Regions from separate parts of the Sus scrofa genome. Here all the other regions are linked to region 1. A link is a contact called in public HiChIP or PLAC-seq and promoter capture Hi-C data. All regions are on one chromosome and are shown on one strand. The core of a region is the stretch at or near the end of the contact, and the rest is flanking DNA. Distances in the headings are between cores, read along the strand shown.

Region 1 (4,732 bases), core at 92-2,591:
TTCACAGTAATGCCAGATGGATCCTTAACCCACTGAGCGAGTCTAGGGATGGAACCTGCATCCTCATGGATACTAGTCAGATTCGTTTCTTCTGAGCCAAGACGGAAACGCCTTGTTTATCCATTCTAAATGCCATGGTTTGCATCTACTAATTCCAAACTCCTAGTCCATTCCCCCCACCCCCCGCCCCGTGGCAACCACAAGTCTGTTTTCTGTGAGTCTCTGTTTTGTAGATAGATTCATTTGCACTATATTTTATTTATTTATTTTGCTTTTTTTATGGTCTCTACCTGTGGCATGTGGAGATTCCCAGGCTCCGGTGGAATCTGAGCTGCAGCTGCCACCAGTCTACATCACAGCTACAGCAACACCAGATCTGAGCGCGGACTGGGACCTACACCACAGCTCTCGGCAACACTGTATCCCTAACCCACTGAGTGAGGCCAGGGATCTAACCAGCGTCCCCATGGATACTGAGCCACAATGGGGATCTCCCATTTGTGCCATATTTTAGATTCCACATATGAGTGATATTATAAGGTTTTTGTCTTTCTGACTTAGTACGATAATCTCTAGTTGCACTTCCTTAGGTTTTTGCATTGGGAACTCCAGAGCAAGAGGAAAGAACTATGAGAGGTTCTAGCAACCAGGTTTAAGACTTTCACAGCTATTCATTCGCTCCTTATTTCTCAAGTGCTTACTATGTGCAAAGCTCCATGGCTGCCGGCATACAGTATGAGCCAAACAAAAGACTGGTTCCTGTCATAAGGAGCATGCCTTTTTACTTATTTATTTTTAAAGAGGAGCTGGTCTTAATGCCTGCCTTCGCAAGCTGCAAACGTTAACTCATGCGATTTTCACAACTGAACAACGGATATATCACGTACACTATACGGAGAAGGAAACTGAGGCACTAAGAGATCAAGGACCATAGGGGTGCAAAAACATCAGCTAGTATCTTTGGTGGTTTATTCTGACCTCCAGGGTCTCCCAATAATTAAGAGAGTGAATACAGGGCTGCTTTTGTCTGAAATCCGCCCTCATTATTCCCTCTTGCTTCACCTTCCACACCCGCCCCGCGCCAATAAAACACCCAAAGAACCCAACGCGACTGCGAGAAACGGGCCACTCTAGCAAAATTCCCTCAACCCGCCTGCGCAACCCAGCTGACTTCCGGCTTCCGCCATCCACGTGACCAGACACCCTTGCCACGCATGCCTAATAGGAAGTCGGACTATACCACTTTGCCATGCCGAAGGGGTATATTTTCTATGTTTTTAAGTTTAAAACCGATTTCTGATATTAGGCTTCGAGTATCCCGGATCTTTACAGAAGATATAAGTACGTTTATGGTGGCAGAAGATGAAAAGACTGGAGGGGAATACGGGCGAAAGCGGAGCCAGGGATGAGCTCTCCCCTGCACAGATAATGGGAGGAGCCTGGCGAGAGCAAGTTCTTTCCTTTCGCCGCTGCGGCAGCAGCCATGAGGTAAGGGCTCCAGGGTCTCCGATTTTGGTTGATTCCGGCTGCCAGGGCACTCGACGGCTCGATACCTCAGCCCCTGGTGGGAGAGTTGAGGTGGAGACGGCCCTGAAGCGGCCGGCCTTGGAGCTTAGGGTAGGCCGGAGCACACTAGCTCTTGGCCTGGAGAGGATGGGGGTGGGAGAGCGTCCTGGGCACTCTTACGCAGGAGGAAGGGCGAGCCCTGCGCCCCACACGTGTCCGAGGCTACTCCTGCGGGCAGAAGAGAGGCGGTGGCGGGAACCGGGCTATGGCTTCCTTACTCGCTGGGTCAATCTGTGGCTCCGAGCCCATGTCTGCTTGCATGTGACGTAGGACGGGGCCTCGCGTAGGTCTCGAGCCTCCGACTGTCCGGGATGAAGCAATCCCTGGTTCTTTGATGCCTTTTATTCGGTGGAGCCATCATAAGAAAATCCTTAAGGCTAGTATATTACTGTGATAAGATGAGAAAAACGAGCCCAGGAATCAGAAGACTGACTAGCGAATCGGCTCCGCTGGCCTCAGATTCTTCGCGTTAAATAAATTCATTTTCACTGGTGCATGTCAGAGTATTAGCTCCCTCTATAAATTTCAATTTCATCCGTTCATCTTATTTTCCAGAGGAGAAAACTGAGGCGCAAATACGTCAAGATATAGCTTGGGCTTTGTCTACATTATGGGATGGGTAGTTGCCAAGGCATTAACAAAAATCTGGATACAGGGGAGATTTTTAATTTGGAGGTGCCATTGTGGGTGGCAAAAGCCTGGGGCGGGAGAGACATGTTTGTCCTTAGTACTAAATGCACATACATCCATATCCTGTGGTATATTTCACATTAGAAGGCTTTGGAGGGCAGGTCTTGCTGGGGATGCTCCTTGCCCAGGAATGGTTTCCAGGGCCTGATAGTGTTTTCTGTTTGTTACAGTATGCTCAGGCTTCAGAAGAGGCTTGCCTCCAGTGTCCTCCGCTGTGGCAAAAAGAAAGTCTGGTTGGACCCCAATGAGACTAATGAAATCGCCAACGCCAACTCCCGTGAGTTCTTGGGTTCTGCGACCTTTCTTTGCCCTATCACCTGCTCAACCCTTGAGGGATGAAAGGTGGCACAATTGTGTTAACTTGAATGTGCAGATTTAGGAGAGCTCATAAGTCGGACATTGGGGGGTGGGCATCCTTAGGAAATGGAAGGAATCAAAGAAATAGGAAATGCCAGGGGTTCTTCTCTTCCTGCCATTTGCCAGAATGAGAGAATGGAGGTTAATGGAACTACCCAGTGTTATATTAGTAAATACGGTTAGAATGGATGTTCTGTTGTATAGCTATATGAAGGGTTTGTGAAGAAGCAAACTGGAGTACTGGGGGTTAGGGATGAATTGGGAAGGCCTGGGCCTCAGAACAGAGGCATGTTTGTACATAATTACTCAAAGTAGTTAGACAGTGTCAGTCCTGCAGATAACATTAGCATACCACAGTACTTCCATAAATAGGGTTCCTGCTGTAGCACAGCGGGTCTTAACCCGCATTGCCACAGCTATGCCATAAGTTACAGCTGCGGCTCAGGTTTGGTCTCTGGCCCGGGAACTTCCATATGCCATGGGAGCAGCCATATTTGGGGGGGGGGGATGATGGCAAGGCAGATTTTATTCAGGACCATTGAAATAGTTCTCCGGGGACCAGTGCAGTGGGATTTTACAGTGAGGGGGAGAGATTGGGCTCAAATCAGAAGGTAGCATGAGCAACTAGGGATTGACAGCCAAGGAGCACAGTGTAGGGGTCAGTGGGAGGAAAATTACTATGAAGAAACAGGTAAGGGGGATTCTGACTAAACTGACCTAAAAAAAAGGATTCTTCCTGAAATCACGATAGGGGTTTCTGGTTAACTAACTTAAGCGGGGTTCTTTCCAAAATGAGAATTTACAAGGAACTGTAAGGATGGGCCTAGAAGGCTTGGAAACCTGACAAAGGTTGGGTCAAGCAGGAATCTTTGTCACCATCAGAGAAATTTTTAACCTGTTTGGGTTTGTGGTGGTGTAATGGGTGTTCAAAACTTCCTCACCTTATTTTAGGCTGGTAGCTAACAGCTGAGACAGGATTTGAAGGACTAGGCTGTATTTGTATACTATTTTAATCACCCCTCCCCAAATATAGAGAGAGTTTGCTATAAAATACTCTCGATGGATGAAATTCTTATGTATTTTAAGAAACAGAGGTTCCCCTATTTCTACTGCTTTTGAAACCAGGGATGTGAGTGGTATCTCTGGCCTCTTGTTTGTGCCCTGGCTTGTGACTGCTGTGCTTGAGGCCAGGCAGCCCCCAGGTGACTGACCAGATACATTGTGGTTTCCCAGGTCAGCAGATCCGGAAGCTGATCAAAGATGGGCTGATCATCCGGAAGCCTGTGACTGTCCATTCCCGGGCTCGATGCCGGAAAAACACCCTGGCCCGCCGGAAGGGCAGGCATATGGGCATCGGTAAGTGCGTTCTTCCCTTTACTTAGACTCAGGAATGATAGAAGATTAAGTCTCGATTTCCCATTCTGACTCATTTTGAGCGTTTTCTTACTCTGATACTTGGTGTTTCTCTGTCTGCAAAGCAGAAAGTTGACAACTGGTGTTGGTGTCGAAAGTATTGGTAGAAAGAGGTCACCTTTATCTGCCAAGGATTCTTCTGGATACTTGGAAAATGTTGTCCAATAAATCCTAAAAGCCCTTTCTTGGCTCAGGGTGATTGATCGAGGAAGATGAAAGTCATACACACCACCCTTTTTTTTTTTTACTTTTTACTTTTTTTTTTCCTAAGGGCCGTACCCACGGCATATGGAGGTTCCCAGGCTACGGGTCGAATCAGCTGTAGCCGCTGGTGTACGCCAGAGCCACAGCAATGCCAGATCTAAGCCACGTTTGTGATCTACACCACAGCTCTTGCAGCAACGCCATTTCCTTAACCTACTGAGTGTCGCCAGGGATCGAACATGTGTCCTCATGGGTGCTAGTCAGATTTGTTTCAGCTGTGCCGTGACAGGAAGTCATACCACCTTTTGAGTCTTGGTTTACCACACTGCCTTGATACCTACCCTGTCATCCACATTCTGTGCAAAGTGACTGAGGAATAATTGCCTTATTTGTGGTTTCTTAAAAATTGAGTAAATGAAAGAAATTAGATACTTGGAATCATCATGTGTAAAATGGAAATAATGCTCCTTAAAATGAGGTACAGCTCTTGGCACATGACCCA
Region 2 (4,844 bases), core at 2,164-4,663, 260 kb before region 1:
GAATTCCATATGTCTCAGGGCAGTCAAAAAAGAAAAGGAAAAAAAGCCTTATAAGCCGCCCAGAAATTAATTCAAATGTATGAAATTTATTAACCTTATATCACAAAGAGTGCAATTTATACAAAGTATATAAAATAATTTAATGTGTGTCTATGTTTTATTTATTTATGTATTTATTTTTGCTTTTTAGGGCTGCATCTGTGGCATATGGAAAGGTCAAATCAGAGCTGCAGGTGCCCCCCTATACTACAGCCACAGCAACGCCACATCTAAGTCATGTCTGTGACCTGCACTGCAGCTCAGGGCAATGCCAGATCCTTAACCCACTGAGTGAGGTCAGGGATCGAACCTGCATCCTCATGGATACTAGTCGGATTCATTTCCACTGAGCCACAACAAGAGGAAAGAGCCATAACACTGACAACACCAGACCCTTAACCTGCTGAGCCACTGGGGAACTCCCTCAAATCCATGCTCTTAACCAGCTCTTATGCAACAAGTGGATGATGCACCTGCAGGCCAGTCTGCAACTCTCCACACACCAAAACACACCGAGCCCAAATCACCCCCCTGCACCTCCTTGCTTACTTGACAGCCCCGACATCCTCCGCATAGCGCTGCATCTCCTCCCGAGCCCTCTCCTCCCGCAGTTCCCGCTGAAGCTCCTCAATCTTCTTCCGCTCGGCCTCATGCTTCTGCTCAGCCTTCCACACTTTCTCCACATTGCGGAGAGTCTGCGGGTGCCAGCTCTTCTTCAAATTCTGTGGTTAATGAAAGGAGGGAGAAAACAATGCAGGGAGTGGATGGGTGGTGAGGATAACTGACCCTGACTCACCCATTCCTCTATTCGTGCCACAGCAGGCATGTAAGGGCAAGACATCTTTGACGATGGCAAGGCTGGCACACAAGGGATGGGAGTGGAATATGGTTGTTCAAGAACTTAAAGTTTCAGGATAAAACGGGCCCTTCCTGCCTTCCCTTCAAATACTTCTAATCTGAAATGTACATGAGTCTGACTTCTACTGGCCATGACTAAAGTGAGGGTTGGTGAGGACCACACAGGAGGAATGGGGCAGGGAGCTGGGAAGGTACAGATGCTAAAAGGCAACATAACTCAAGTGCCTTTGGCTCTGGACATTCATTTCTATGAACACAACCTTCTTTTCCTTGAGTCCACTTAACCCTCCTCAAACTTGCATGGTTTACAACCCCACTTAGTACCTCTTTCAACCTTCCTTCCCAAGAATCACCCCCCTGGATCTGATCTTCCCCTTCACCCTTGAAGAATGCTTCTCCCCTCCCCCCCTCCCCATGAGCCACTACTTTGGTTCAGCTTCCCCCCCAAGGAAAGTTTCCTGGAGGAGATGTCATCTAAAGACAATTATAAATGAGCCTGGTGATGTAGGAAGAGGGGAGGAAGAGGTAGATTTCCAGAGGTAACAGCACACACAGCTGTAGGCCCAGTGGTAAGAAAGAACATGGTACAAATAATTCAGTATGGCTTGATACCGGGGAGCAAGCTGACGGAAAAGGGGCTCAAGATGAAGCCAACTAGGAAAGCAACAGATTAAGGGGCTTAAGGAACTGGATTTTATCCTGTTGACAGTAGAAAAGACTAAACATTCATTTGCAGGTGAGAGGCATAACCAGTCTAGTATGTAAAGAATGGATTGGAGAGGACCAAGATTGAAGACCAGAAGACCAGTTAATAAGTCTATTTTTTCTCTCTTTTTTCTTTTTAGGGCCGCGCCTACAGCATATGGAAGTTCCCACACTAGGGCCAATCAGAACTGCAGCTGAGGTCTAAGCCACAACCACAGCACCACCAGATCTGAGCTGCATCTGTGACCTACACTGCAGCTCCTGGAAATACCAGACCCTTAACCCACTGAGCAAGGACAGGGATTGACCCCGCATCCTCATGGATACTAATCAGGTTCTTAACCCACTGAGGCACAGTGGGAACTCCCAGTTAATAAGTCTACATGAGAAAATGGACACAAGGTACTTGCCATGTGAAAGGTGTACAGTCAAGGAGGGCTCCTTCTTCCTTTTCTTTCTTTTCTTGTCCTCCCTTTCCCCACATCAGGCTCTTCAGGCCTTCCTTCCTCCTCCACCCTTCCCTCTTATCACAATGGTCCTCCTCTTTGGCCTTCAATATGGGTGACTTTGCCTCCCAGGGAACATTTGGCAATGTCTATAGATAATTTTGGTTGTCACAAGTGGGGGAGAAAGGTGCTACTGTCATCTAGAGGCTAGAGGCCAGGGATGCTGCTAAACATCCTACATGCACAGAGCCACACACACAACAAAGAATTATCCAGCCCAAAATGTCAACCTGAGGTTGAGAAACTCTGGACTACAGCTTTTCTATCCTTAAGTGCAGCTACTTGAAGGCACTAAATTAGACAAACCTTGACGGTATCTTGGAACTCATCCTAATTGGTAAGAACTGACAAATGCTAACATAGCTACTGGACAGGTGGCTAAACAATCTATTTGCTGATTCAATTAGCTACATATTCAGGAGATTAGCATTTTTCTGACCTTGCACCATGCTCTTGTGGGTACATCTGTCCAATTTTGGGCCCTAGCCCCCTAGAATGTACTATACAATTTAAGAGAAATAGGCATACAACTTATATTAAGTGCTACAAATTGAGAAAAGAAGCTCTGCCACTACAGATCAGAATACAGCACTGAAGTAAGAGTGGAAGTAAGAAAGATGAATCTAAAGATCTCTTCAAGTTTAACATGGACCCAGGACATGGCTCAGGGAGGAGAATAGGGCACAAATCATCCCTACTACAGCCCAGGACATGACTGAACTCTTAGCTGAGGAAAGGAGATGTATCCTATCCCAAGATACACAAAACAAAGTCTATGCGCCACGTCCTACATACCTGCCTCCTTTCCTAGCCACAATTCCAACTGCCCTAGGGCCCTCCCAGAATTTCCAGCCAGAAGGTCTCTCTGCCAGCAAACAATGACCTGCCATCCTTGACGACCCACTTCGCACATCTTCCCAAGTCTCCACTCGGTCCCTCCATAGCCTTAGAGATCCTTCCCCTGTCCAGGACTATGGCTCCCTCTCCCTGAAAGCAAGGCAGCGTTGCCATGATTACCCACTGCCACCCCCGCCAATTTCCGTCCCCAGCCCAGTCTCCGGCCTCATCCTTCCCCCGCGCCCTGGACTCCCTCACTTACCAGGTCTCCGCCCCCCATGACGGCGGAGACGTTTCCTCACTAGGCGGACCTAGAAGATTCAGAAAGGATGGGAGAAAGGTAAAGAAACAGTTCAGCTCCGACTTCCCAGATCTGGTCCCGGGGGTAACTGGACACCACTTTCACTGCCCGATCCAGAGCCCACTTCCGGGAGGGCGTCCCATTGCGGCGACGGCGTCGCAGGATCATGACGTTTTAATACGCGCTGTCGCGTTGCGTAGCGGTAGCGTCACGGGCAGTTTCGCAGGTTGCGGCCGTGATATCGCGGGATTTGTGGTCGTATTTTCATCGCCGCAGCTTGTCCGTTCAGCGGACATTCCAAACCGTGTGTTAAAGCGGCGTGGACGTGTCGGTTGGCAATTGGTCAGCGCACCATGGCGTCCCTGTGGAACTGCACTTGGGGGTCTACCTCGCCAACCCCAGCCTAGCCCCCCGAGGTATCCAAACGTCTTTTCAAATGAGCACTCTCCTCAAACCTCGACTCACAGCCAACCCCCTTACTCTAGGCCTATTTTACGGAGTTAACTAGAAACCATCGAAACACCATTAGCTTCCCTGCACCAAACCTTTAGACTCTGCCAGTTTACCCCTTTCCCTAACGTTTATGATGGAAGAGGCATCCCTCCTACCTCAGGCCTGGCTGTTCATCCGCTGCGATCCCACCCCTCACATCTGGTATTACTTAATTCCTCCCTCTCTCCTCTATCCCAAGTATTGGCTCTTTGTCATCATCATTTTAGATACGCTCAATTGATGCTTAAAAAAAAGAAAAAAGAGACCTCATGTGTTCTCCCCAGCTGCTGCACTCTGTCTTTAGCAAACTTGAAATGAGTTGTCTCCACTTATTTCACTGCAGCGGCCGGATCACTGCTGTGGTGCCAGTTTGATCCCTAGCCCAGGAACTTCCGCAAGCTGCAGGCACGACCAAAAAAAATAAAATAAGATAGAATAGCATCACAGTGGCGATCAATTTGAAATAAATAGAAATATCAAATCACAGCATTATGCACCGCAACTTTACATGGTGTTATAGGTCAATTACACTTCAAAAACAAACTCAGCAAAAAAGATCCGATTTGTGGTTACCAGTGGTAGGATGGGAGGGGGGGGATTGAATGAAGGTATTCAAAAGCTACAAGCTTCCAATTACAAAATAAAAAGTAATAGGGATGTAATGTATAAACATGATTAATATAATTAACACTAATGTAAGTTATATATGAAAGTTAAGAGAGTAAATCTTTAGTTCTCATCACAATGAAAAATATTTTTGTTTTATTTTGTATCTATATAAGATGATGAATATTCAAAAAAAGAAGAAAAAAAAATGGAAATTCCCATTGTGGCACAGCAGAAATTAATCCAACTAGAATCCATGAGGATAAGGGTTCAATCCCCAGCCTCACTCAGTGGGTTAAGGACCTGGCGTTGCCCTGAGCTCTGGTGTAGGTCACAGACGCAGCTCAGATCCTGTGTTACTGTGGCTGTGGTGTAGGCTAGCAGCTGTAGCTTGAATTGTACCCCTAGCCTGGGAACTATATGGCTATATGGAACTATATGACCCATATGCTGCGGATGCACCCCTAAAAAGAAAAGGAAAAAAAAAAAAAGGAAGGTGA
Region 3 (5,413 bases), core at 1,634-4,133, 350 kb after region 1:
AGGATCCATGAGGATGCAGGTTTGATCCTTGGCCTCACTCAGTGGGTTAAGGATCCGGTGTTGCTATGAGCTGCGGCGCAGGTAGGTGGCAGAGGTGGCTCAGATCTTTCCTTCTTGTGGCTGTGGTGTAGGCTGGCAGCTGTAGCTCCAATTTGACCCCTAGCCTGGGAATTTCCATATGCCTCGGATGCAGCCCTAAAGCCCTAAAAAAGAAAAGAAAAGAAAAGAAAAAGCCAATCCCTAATTGAAGGCCATCCATTGCACCCAAACAAAATGGAATGGGCCTCCTCTTTGCATTGGCAGTGGGTGCATCAGCCATGGGAGAAAAACTCCAGTTGGAAGAGTTGAGTCTCTCTCAGGACCCCCCACCCCCACCCCCACCCCAGAACAGCTGAAGAGGAGGTGAGAGGAGACTCTTCCCTCAGGAAAAACAGCAGGGCACTGGGTCAGATGACAAGACAACTGGAGTTCCTGCAGTGGCACAATGAGATCGGCAGCATCTCTGGAGCGCTGTCACGCAGGTTCCATCCCTGGCACAGTAGGTTAAGGATCCGGCATTGCCGCAGCTGTGGTGCAGGTCACAACTGCCTCCAGGATCTTATCCCTGGGCCCTGGTTCCCTGAGGTACTCCATATGCCCCAGGGCAGCCAAAAAAATGGAAAAAAAAAAAAAGATGACAAGACAACCAAGGAGCAATTATCAATTGCCACCACTCCTGGAGCATCTCCTGGGGGCCAGCACTGAGCTGCAGAGTATTAACTATTGTTTTATTTAAGGCAGTCTATGCAATTTCTTTCTTACCATCCCCTTCAGAGAGATAACAACAAACTTAACTAAGTCATACGGTTAGACATTGGAAGAGCAGTCTTAGGCCTGTGCTGTCTCCAGTATGCCATGATCACCCTCGGAAAGCATAACCTCAGCCAGCTGACTCAGCTGATGTTCCAGAACAGTCATATAGATACTCAGAGCCTGTATTTTTGTGTGTTTGTTTGCTTTTTTAGGGCCGCACCCGTGGCATATGGAATTTCCCGGGTTAGGGATCAAATCTGAGCTACAGTTGCCGTCCTATGCCACAGCCACAGCAACGTCAGGAATTTCCCGGGTTAGGGATCAAATCTGAGCTACAGTTGCCGTCCTACACCACAGCCACAGCAACGTCAGATCCGAGCCGTGTCTATGACCTACACCACAGCTCATGGCAACGCCAGATCCTTAATCCACCGAGCGAGGCCAGGGATCAAAGCCACATCCTCATGGATGCTAGTCAGATTTGTTTCCACGGCACCACAATGGAAACTCCCCAGAGCCTGTATTTTTATCCCTTTTCCCCATCCCCAGCTGGACAAAAGACAACTTGTGGCCAAGGTCTGGAGGGTCCCTGGGAGCGCCCACCCCCTCTGGATGAGCCCCAGAGAGTTGGAAGCTCTGAGAACCAAGTGGAAGACCCCGCATTAAGTGGTGAGGCTTGGGGAGGGTTGGTGTTGTGATCTTGGTAGGCGTGGCCAAGCCCTAAGTTCCTTTGCTTGCCTTGCAGAGCCAGGGGAAGAGCCACAGCGCCCTGCCCACCCTGAGCCTGGCACATAGGTACCAAGCCCTGCATCTCCCAGATGGAAGTGGAGAGGGCATTGCTGTTCCTCAGAAACCCACCCCATCCCTACCCTATTTTGTACCTTTCTCAATTGCTAGGGCTGCGGCTTCTAGAAGACTAAGGCTGGTCTGTGTTTGCTTATCTGCCCACCTTTGGCTGATGCTCAGAGTCCCTGGGCACTTGCTGCCTGATGCCTACCCCTGCCAGTCATTCCCCCATTCACTGGGTGGGAGCTGGGGTGTGAGAGTCTGCATTGGAAAACTCAGTAAATGGGGGACAAAGGTTCATCCTTCACAATTCTACTCCCCAGACCCTCTCCCCTGGGCATAGGAAACCCACAGGGCAGGACCCTAAGATCTGGGGAAAGAGGGTACTGAGAACTTGTAAGTGCCCACAGATCCTTCTCCATCCCCTGGGAATTCCTTCTCACTGGCGTCTACCAGGGCCCAGGATTCAGGCATCCTTTCCACAGCCTCCACATTTTGGAAATCTTCCCCTTATCACCTGCTCCCCAGCCTGGGTGCCTGGAAGATGGACTGGCAGAGGCTGCTTTGTTGCCTTTTGTTTGTGCTTTGATGCCAGGAATGCCGCCTAGTGTAAGTCCTTGGGAGGAGGGGCAAACAGTGGGGGATCTAGGCTCTCCTTGTCCTCCAGCTGCTCTGTCCTCTTCCCTTCTTCCCTGACTCCAGGCCTGAACCGCTCCCCTGCTGTAATAAATCTTTGTAAATACCTGTGCTGAGACTTCTCTTTCAGGGAAAAGGAGAGGGAGGAGGAGGTTCACTATGTGGTAGTCATCCAAGGGTCAGGTCCTTGACCGTAATGTCCAGTCCTCTAGTTTGCAGCCTTGACTGCAGCCAAGTTCCAAGCCCTCTTAGGAAGGACCACAGACATTCTAGATCCTGCTAGGGAGGTGGAAAGAGGTGGGGCGGGGGCGGGGGCGGGGTGGAGAGAAGAGGGGTGCTTCAAGAGTAACTGGATTCCTCGTCCTCCAGGCCCGCAGGCCTCCCCTCAGGAAGCTCCCCTTTTTTCTCCAGAGTGCTAGGCCTCTGTGGCCCAATAAGCACGAAACCCCTGGGCTTCTAATTCCTCTTTTCAAGCCTAACTTTAGCAGCAGCCCCCATTTCCCGCCCTTGTGGGCGGGGCCTGAGGGCTTGGGGGCGGGGTTGGGAGAGGGGGCGGTGCCTCGGGCCTAGTACCTCCCGGTTCGCTCCCGGGGGCGGACTCAGTGGCGGAAGTGGCGCCGAGAGGAGATCCCCTTCCGCTCGGAGGCGCCGCCGAAGCTTCGGAGCCAGATTGCGGCTGGGGCTGGGAAGAGCCGGAGCCGTGGCTGACATGGTGCAGGTGGGTCCGCGAGAGGTCACTGGGACCGGGTGGTGGTACGAGGGCTACGTCTCGCCGATGGATCCTGGCTCCCTAGCCGGTGTCCGTTCGTGGTTCGGTCCGACCCTTCCCACACCCTCCGCGCTCCAGGTTCCGCCCCCTTCCTATGCTCGGCCTCGCTCCACTCAGCGCGGGGTTGGAGGGTCGTCTGCGTTGACCCTCTACGGCCCCGCCTACTCGAGAGAGCCTTGGAAAGGCGTCCCGGATCGCCCTCCAAAGCCTCTCACGTTGCTGTGAGGGAAGAAGCAAGGGGAAGGTATCAGGGTATTAAAGGTCAGGATCTGGGGAGGGGTCAGGATCTGAGAATGAGGAGGAAAATATTTCCAAGTTCCTGGAGGTCAATGTCTCACCGTCATCCGGTCTCCCTCAACTTCCTTTGGAAACGACAGTGAATGACTTCCCAGTTGACATTATAAGGGCCCTTTAACGTATCTTTCTTGAGTTCTTAGAGGAGCATAACACCAGTGACATAAATTCTCAATTGCAGTAGTGAACACGTACCCATCACCCTCTTTTTTGGCTTCCACCGCGTCGGCATCCCCTTATTTTCCTCCTGCTCTTCTGACTGTAGAAGCACGGTTTCACATTCATCTCTCTTGCTCAGCCAGCCTCTTAACTCTGGATCTGGATGGTCTCATCCACTCTCATGGTTTCAGCTTTACACCACCTACATACCCCAGTCGTGTCCAGATCTACCTTTTCACCGAAGCCTCTCCCTGGAGCCTCAGTTGGCCTTAGGCTACTAGTTGGACAGCTCCACTTCAGCTGGAATTCACTCTGTCTAAACTTGAACTGCTCTTTTCCCCTGCAGATTCCTTCTTTCTCTGCCACCCCATCTCAGCCAGAAACCTAATAATTATCATATATTTCTCCCTCAACTCCCATATCTAAGAGGTGACTTAGTCCAGCTGACTTCCTGAACATGCTTCACATCTAGTCCTGTGCCTCCCTCTCTTCTGTGACCACTCTCGTTGATGTGTTTCTCACCAGGATGACCACAGTGGCTTTCCAGCAACTTCCAGTCATGGCTGCCTGCAGCTCAGTCTCCAAACTGCAATTCTTCTCATCCTTGAAAAACACAATTCATAGTATCACTTCCTTGTCGAAAACCCTTGGATGCTTTCCCATTGCCTATGGGAAAGGCTGCATCTTTAGCACAATTTACAGAGCTCTCTCTGATCTGACGCCTTCCCCGCCAGTCTTCCTGTGTGTATCCTAAGGTCCGACAGGGCACTGCAGGACATGCTTACCCACACCTTGCTGCTTTGTGTCTCTGTGCCTTTGCACGCACCAGCCCCGCTGCCTGGAGAGCCCCTTCTCCTCTTATTGGCTGGGCTGCCTTCTGCTTGTCCTGGAGTGCTCTGCTCAGGCAGCATCACCTTTGGATCACCTTCTGCCCAGCCCACCGCTCAAGGCGCAATATTGCCCCCTCTGAGTCCCTGCAGTGCCCTGTCCATGGTAGCACGATGATTGAGAATCAGATTTCCTGGTTTGTTTTTTTTTTTTTTGTCTTTTTGTCTTTTTGCCATTTCTTGGGCTGCTCCCACGGCATATGGAGGTTCCCAGGCTAGGGGTCCAATCGGAGCTGTAGCTGCCGGCCTACGCCAGAGCCACAGCAATGAGGGATCCGAGCCGCGTCTGCAACCTACACCACAGCTCATGGCAACACCAGATCGTTAACCCACTGAGCAAGGGCAGGGACCGAACCCGAAACCTCATGGTTCCTAGTCGGATTCGTTAACCACTGCGCCACGACAGGAACTCCAGATTTCCTGGGTTTTGACTCTGTTTTGTGACCCCGATGAAGTCCCTGCCTCGGTTTCCTCATTTGTCAAATGGAGATAGTAATGTGCCACCTGATAGAGTGATTGTGAGGATCAAATGAAATAATGTATGTTTAGGACTTAAAACAGGGAGCATGTGACGGTTCAATAAATAAGTGTTAGCTCTTACTGTTTACATGAGGATAATACAGAACCCTGGTTCTGACTTTTAATTTTACAAACTGCTTCAGGACAGTTGATGTGGCTTACTTCTCATTCTGTCCCAGAGCCCCAAAGCCTGACTCTTTGTCAGTAAATAAAATGCTGGGGTGGGAGGTTCCCGCTGTGGCACAGTGGGTTCATGATCTGCCTTGTCTCTGTGGAGGTACCAGTTTGATCCCCAGCCAGCACAGTGAGATCAGGATCCAGCATTACTGCAGCTATGGTGTAGGTCATAGCTGCAGCTTGGATTTGATCCCTGGTCGGGGCACTTCCATATTGCAGTGGGTGTGGCTGAAAAAGGAAACAAAACAAAACAAAAACGCTGGGGTGAGGGTGTTGGGGGCAAGATCTGGATTTTGAATCCAAAAGAGTAAAAGAGGAGTTCCCATTGTGGCTTAGTGCTAACGAACCCAACTAGTATCCGTGAGGATCCGAATTCGATCCCTGGCCTTGCTCA
Region 4 (5,441 bases), core at 2,784-5,283, 320 kb before region 1:
GGAGGAGAGAACGAAGGGGAAGCTTGGAAAACCTGGGAGCAGCAGCAGAGGCCAGCGCCAGGGAAGCCGATTGGTACTATGTTATTGGAGACTACAGTGGGCCTGCTTCATTACAACTGTCGATTCGCTTATTCCTTATTCAGAATTTATTAGGGAGGGTCTTTATGTCAGTCGCTACAAAGAGCTCGATTATCCGTCCAGAAGCGCCATTAAGCTCACTGGCGGTGGGTGGCTCGAGTTAGGAAATTAGGAAACGAATCTTGAACAAGCATCGGACCGCCTGCCTCCTCCTTCTACCCTCCTCGCTCGCAGCCCAGGCAGATCCAAAGCTGGGGACTCCGGACTGAATGCTTTCACCCTTTGGCTGGCGACCAGGAAATCTGCGGACCCTGGCCGCCCAGTGACCCCAGCTTCAGCCTTTGGCCCACGCCCGGCGAGTTGGGGCGGGGTGGGGGGAGAGGAAGGACGGGAGAGATTTCCGCCCAGAGCGGGTGGTCTGAGAACCCGCCCGAACAGGGCCAGGGGAGGATTCGGTCACCTGCTCCCTTGTCCTTGGGTGCCGAGACCGGGAGTCCGCCACCCTTCATGGAAAGCGGGCTCTTGGCGTGGGCATGCTCACGGGTCCCTGGGGCAAGTGTGCTGCAGGCATCCTGGACTCTGCCGGGGAGGTATCCTCTTCGTTCACCCTGCGGGAAGAGGAGTACAGCAAGGACTCATTTGCCGCTCCTTTCCGGCTAGAAGATCCAGGCCGGCAAGAGAAACATGTAGGGGCTTTTCAGGAAGAATTCGGTCGCACCCACAAGCCACAGGGAGCACCCAGGGGCAAACCGGGATGGGGTTGGGAGGATATCTGCTACAGGGAAGAGGGCTGACATCCCTCTCAGTCCCCACTGGGGCCTTTTCACTTGGACTGCTGTCCAAGAGGACCCACCATGTTCACTGGAGGTCCCTTCACTTGTTCCTTAGACAGTTATTAAGTGCCAACCACCAGCAAACTACAAGATAGAAGGAGCACACTGAAAACCCCACTACCTGCAAAAACTTCTTATTTCCAGCCTGAGTGACCAGTTCCCACATCCCTGGCCTTTTTAGCTTACTAGCTTACCAGGAGAACTTTTTTTTTTTTTTTTTTTTTGTCTTTTTAGGGCCATGGCCATGGCATATGGAGGTTCCCAGGCTAGGGGTTGAATCGGAGCTGTAGCTGCCGGCCTACACCACAGCCACAGCAACACAGGATCCAAGTGGCATCTGCGACCTATACCATAGCTCAGGCAACACTGGATCCTTAAACCACTGAGCCTGGATCCTTAACCCACTGAGCGGGGCCAGGTATCTCATGGTTACTAATTGGGTTAGTATTAGTTGGGTTCATTAACAACTGAGCCACAATGGGAACTCCAGGAGAACCCTTCTTTTTTTATTATTATTAAATTTAATGTTTTGTTTTAGATATTTTTATTTTTTCCATTATAGCTGGTTTACAGTGCTCTGTCAATTTTCTACTGTAGAGCAAGGTGACCCAGTCACACATACATATATACATTGTTTTTCTCACATTATCATGCTCCATCGTAAGTGACTAGATATAGTTCCCAGTGCTATTACAGCAGGATCACATTGCTTATCCATTCCACAGGAAAGAATTTGCATCTATTAACCCCAGGTTCCCAGTCTAAACCACTCCCTCCCCCTCCCCCATGGCAACCACAAGTCTGTCAGGAGAACCTTCTAACCAAACCTTTCTCACATCTGAAGTTCTCTAGTTTCCCCAACAAAGAAGCACCTGTCATGTGCCATTGTCAAATACAGCTCTAGGCACCGGGTCGGTAACCTGATGACCTGGATTTTGTCCCACAGGATGCTCACAGGCTGGTGCAGGCAAGCTGCAGGGTTACACAGCCTGTCGGTTTAGCTTCCATGGGCACGGTGTATATCCTGTGTATACCCACCCCCATTGCCCCCCTAGGCCTGCAGCAGCAGTAAGAGTAGGTGAGCATTGGGGAAGGCTTTCAGAAGAGGCTTCCTTTGAGCCTTGTCTTGAAAGGAGACCAAAGTGGAAGGAAACCGCTTAAGAGGGTCCTTTGCTTAGCTCCTCCATAAAAATGGAGGCTCCCTCTCCCAGCTCAAGGGTGCACCTCTGCACTGGCAAAGCGATGTATGCCCAAATTTCCCCTCTCCTATGCCAGTTGTAGTATCTCAGGAGGTCATCCAGCTGACAAACTTTTCATCAGAAGAGTCACTGTGTCTGTCATAGACTAGAAGCTTCCAGAGGGTAGCAACTCAGGAAACCTAGGTAATTGTTTCTAGCACATGTACCGAGAGATACTTCGAGAAGAAGACCTCCTGGAAGATAGTAGAAGAAAGCAGCTCCTTCAGCGATTTTATGAGTCTTTACCTCTGTGTCTTTTACTCCTTCTCTCTCCCCCAAACAATGTCCTTTGTCACATTCTGCTTCTATTTCTCCAACCTCGTCCCCACATCTTTATATTTCTAGAAAAACAAACAAACAAAAACACCTGTTTTGTCTTGATGCTTTCCTTTTTCTCATGCTTGTCGTGTTAATTGCTTCTCTCCCCCCTCGCCATTCCTCTGGGTCTCCCATTGACCCCGCCTGTTTCTCTGTCATATCCCCGCTTTCTGTCTCTCTCTGTATAGGACAGCTGATTTCCCCTTCTCACCTTTTTTTTTACTTCATCCCTCAATTTGTTACTGCCTTTGTCGCTCACACTTTCTTCCTTTCCAAATGTAGTATTTAGAGAATGAAATATCGATTGAGGCAGATAAGGGAAAACCGCCCAACCTCCAAGGCAAATTCATTCTTAATCCTGTGAAAAAATGCAACCTGAAACGTATTGTACAGTGAGGCAAAAACCTATATGTCTTTGCCTTCCCTGCAATCCTGTTGGGGGCGGGGTGGGAGGAAGGTGGCAGAGGGAAGTGCTGGAGAAAGTATCCCCTCCTTAACGAAACAACATCGAAGTTTCAATCACAATGACCCTCGGATTTACTATAGAAATAGTATTGTCTGCTGTTTCAACACAAAATCTGGCTTTGCAGTGTTTGTGAGAATAAGGTTTTTCCCCTTTTTCGAGGGGGAAAAGAGAGCGTCCCTGGGTGGGCTCGAACCACCAACCTTTCGGTTAACAGCCGAACGCGCTAACCGATTGCGCCACAGAGACTGCGATAGCTAGTGGTGAGCTGGTGGCCAAGTCAATGGGAGTGAGCCTGCGACAGCGCTAGAATCAGAGCGGAAACCCCACAACCTTGTGAAAGAAGTGACTTGACGGAAAAAGGGAAGCCTCACGACCTGGAGAGAGAAGCAGGCGGGATGTGCACGCCTCCCCTGCACTGGCTCGGAGGTGGGGTTGGGGAACTGTCACCTGCTTCCTCATTGGGGACACCCAGAACGTCCCTCTTTAAGGTGACCCGAGGTTAGGGATACTTGAAAGTCGACCTGTTGTGAATCCCTCAGAGCAGAACCACCTTCGGCTTCCAAATCTTTCCTTTGCTGCCCAACCCTTGCAGCCGCAGAATACCCAAGACGCCCTCCCTCTGCCCCTCCCCTTGGCAACAGTAAAAATGCATTTTATGGGCTCCTCCTAAATACGAAGCATGTCCGGAGCCTAGCATGGTGACTGGCACACAATAGACAAGGATTTCTGGAATGAATAAATGAAACAAGCTTCATGAGTAATATGCGCGACGCGCACAGCGTGCTCTTAAACAACCCCGGGGCCCTTCACTAGTGCGAAAGCCCTCTATCTCGGGTTTCATCAGCCCACGTGGGCACAGGTTCCAGCCCGCGATGGGGAATCCAAGACTGGGTCCACCGCTATCCCAGCTTGCACCGCGACACCGGGCTCTTCCGCACTTACAGTGACTTTTCACTTTGCGATTTCCCCACCTCGGTTTTGGCCTCTCAACCAAACTCCTGTACTGATGACTGACAAGGAAGCATAGCCAATAGAATGCCAAAGTGTCCCGGAAGGGTCGGCCTCTCAGCCAATAGAGAGAAAGCAGCGAGAGTGGGTGCGCAGTGAGGCCCAAAGCCGGTTCGCAGGAATTGTGGCGATTGGAGGTCCTAATACACTGCAATCATGGTGAGATGGGGAGCGAGAAGAAGGGACATGGGGTAGGGATTGAGGAACAAGGAGTGGGGTCATGGGGAGTTGGGGAGGCGGAGAGGCCTGGTGGTCGGTTGAAGGAAACGACTCCAGTTTGAAGGGGGAGCGGACCGCAGTGAGGACCAAGGCGGGGAGTGGGGGCTCCCCGCAGAGCTGGAGTTGGGGCATTCAGGCACCTTCAGACTGGAGAAGGATGCGTCCAGAAGTCTCCGAATCAGGGGCTGCGCCGGGGGCCGTGGCCGCGTTTGGCCCCTCGCGCTGAGCCCCTCCGCTCTGTCTGCCCCAGTCTATTATGTCCTATAACGGAGGGGCCGTCATGGCCATGAAGGGGAAGAACTGTGTGGCCATCGCTGCCGACAGGCGCTTCGGGATCCAGGCCCAGATGGTGACCACGGACTTCCAGAAGATCTTTCCCATGGGCGACCGGCTATACATCGGCCTGGCCGGGCTCGCCACAGACGTCCAGACAGTGTAAGTATCCAGGGTCCCCACCCAAACCCACGCCTCTTCTTGGACCAGCCTTGCCTAGCGGTTTGAGTGGCCTGGGTGTCAGTCATCTATCAAACAACACCATTGCATCTGAGACCTTGCCGGACACAGAAAGCGAACAACTTAGCAGCATTTACTCTGTGCCAGACGCTGTGGATGGCACCTTATTACCTCCATGGACTTTAGTCCTCTTAACATTACCATGTTGCTGTCCCATTTTGCAGATGAGGAAACTGAGTGTCTCAGAGGGTTTATTGCCCCAAATGTAAGCTAATGAATGTCACCCAGGATCCCAATCTCTGAGGCCAAAGCTCGTGCTCAGTCTCTAAAGAACTTTGGCACTCGTTGGGAAACAAGGCAGGCATGCAGAAAGATAGCTAACCCATAATGAGCTGGAGCATATTAATTGCTAGATTAGTTACCTAGTTGACAGTGGTTCTTTGAGAGAAGGGAGAGTCCAGGAGTTGAAATAGGTGGTTCTCCTGATGATCCAGGTTTGAGGGTTGAGGTCCTAATAGGGTGGCGTGGTGGGAAAGGAAAGGAGGGCATTTCTGAGAGTGGTCACTGACCAGTCTTAGCAGTGACAAGGATATTGTGAAGCCAAAGAGTTACCCATTGAAGTCAAGGTTTGTGTCTTTTTTTATCTGTTTTTATGGTTTACCCTAGTACTTGGCATGCTGGCAAAATGTTTTTTGGATTTTTGTCTTTTTAGGGCTGCACCCTGTGGGCATATGGAAGTTTCCAGGCTAGGGGTCCAATTGGAGTTGTAGCTGCCAGCCTACGCCACAGCAACTCGAGATCCGAGCCATGTCTGTGACCTGGCTCACC

What was found. Promoter capture Hi-C pulls out the DNA fragments that hold promoters and counts their contacts. HiChIP or PLAC-seq counts read pairs in DNA pulled down with a chosen protein or histone mark.
Region 2: a contact with region 1 is called in a promoter capture Hi-C map of liver, with 4 times the contacts expected there. The contact joins the promoter of CWC25 here to the promoter of RPL19 in region 1. A contact is called at or near these places in 1 of 5 promoter capture datasets (liver), 1 of 47 Hi-C or Micro-C datasets (skeletal muscle) and 1 of 2 datasets of contacts at active chromatin or transcription factors (alveolar macrophages).
Region 3: a contact with region 1 is called in an H3K27ac HiChIP or PLAC-seq map of alveolar macrophages. The contact joins the promoter of STARD3 here to the promoter of RPL19 in region 1. A contact is called at or near these places in 1 of 5 promoter capture datasets (liver) and 1 of 2 datasets of contacts at active chromatin or transcription factors (alveolar macrophages).
Region 4: a promoter capture Hi-C map of liver shows a contact between it and region 1, with 2.9 times the contacts expected there. The contact joins the promoter of PSMB3 here to the promoter of RPL19 in region 1. A contact is called at or near these places in 1 of 5 promoter capture datasets (liver) and 1 of 2 datasets of contacts at active chromatin or transcription factors (alveolar macrophages).

Annotation. Positions count from the first base shown.
Region 1 is chr12:23,030,946-23,035,677 of Sscrofa11.1, reverse strand. It overlaps RPL19 (60S ribosomal protein L19), which reads left to right and starts at 1,341. Exons shown (of 6, transcript XM_003131509.5): 1 at 1,341-1,488; 2 at 2,427-2,533; 3 at 3,847-3,969. The coding sequence starts at 1,484.
Region 2 is chr12:23,296,619-23,301,462 of Sscrofa11.1, reverse strand. It overlaps CWC25 (CWC25 spliceosome associated protein homolog), which reads right to left and starts at 3,413. Exons shown (of 10, transcript NM_001244652.1): 1 at 3,208-3,413; 2 at 589-761. The coding sequence starts at 3,225.
Region 3 is chr12:22,678,155-22,683,567 of Sscrofa11.1, reverse strand. STARD3 (StAR related lipid transfer domain containing 3) reads left to right here and starts at 2,883. Exons shown (of 15, transcript NM_001143725.1): 1 at 2,883-2,932. PPP1R1B (protein phosphatase 1 regulatory subunit 1B) reads left to right here. Exons shown (of 6, transcript XM_021067047.1): 6 at 1,538-2,324. The coding sequence ends at 1,587.
Region 4 is chr12:23,356,208-23,361,648 of Sscrofa11.1, reverse strand. It overlaps PSMB3 (proteasome subunit beta 3), which reads left to right and starts at 4,033. Exons shown (of 6, transcript NM_001144902.1): 1 at 4,033-4,100; 2 at 4,411-4,595. The coding sequence starts at 4,098. It overlaps TRNAN-GUU (a tRNA gene), which reads right to left and starts at 3,179; the gene lies at 3,106-3,179.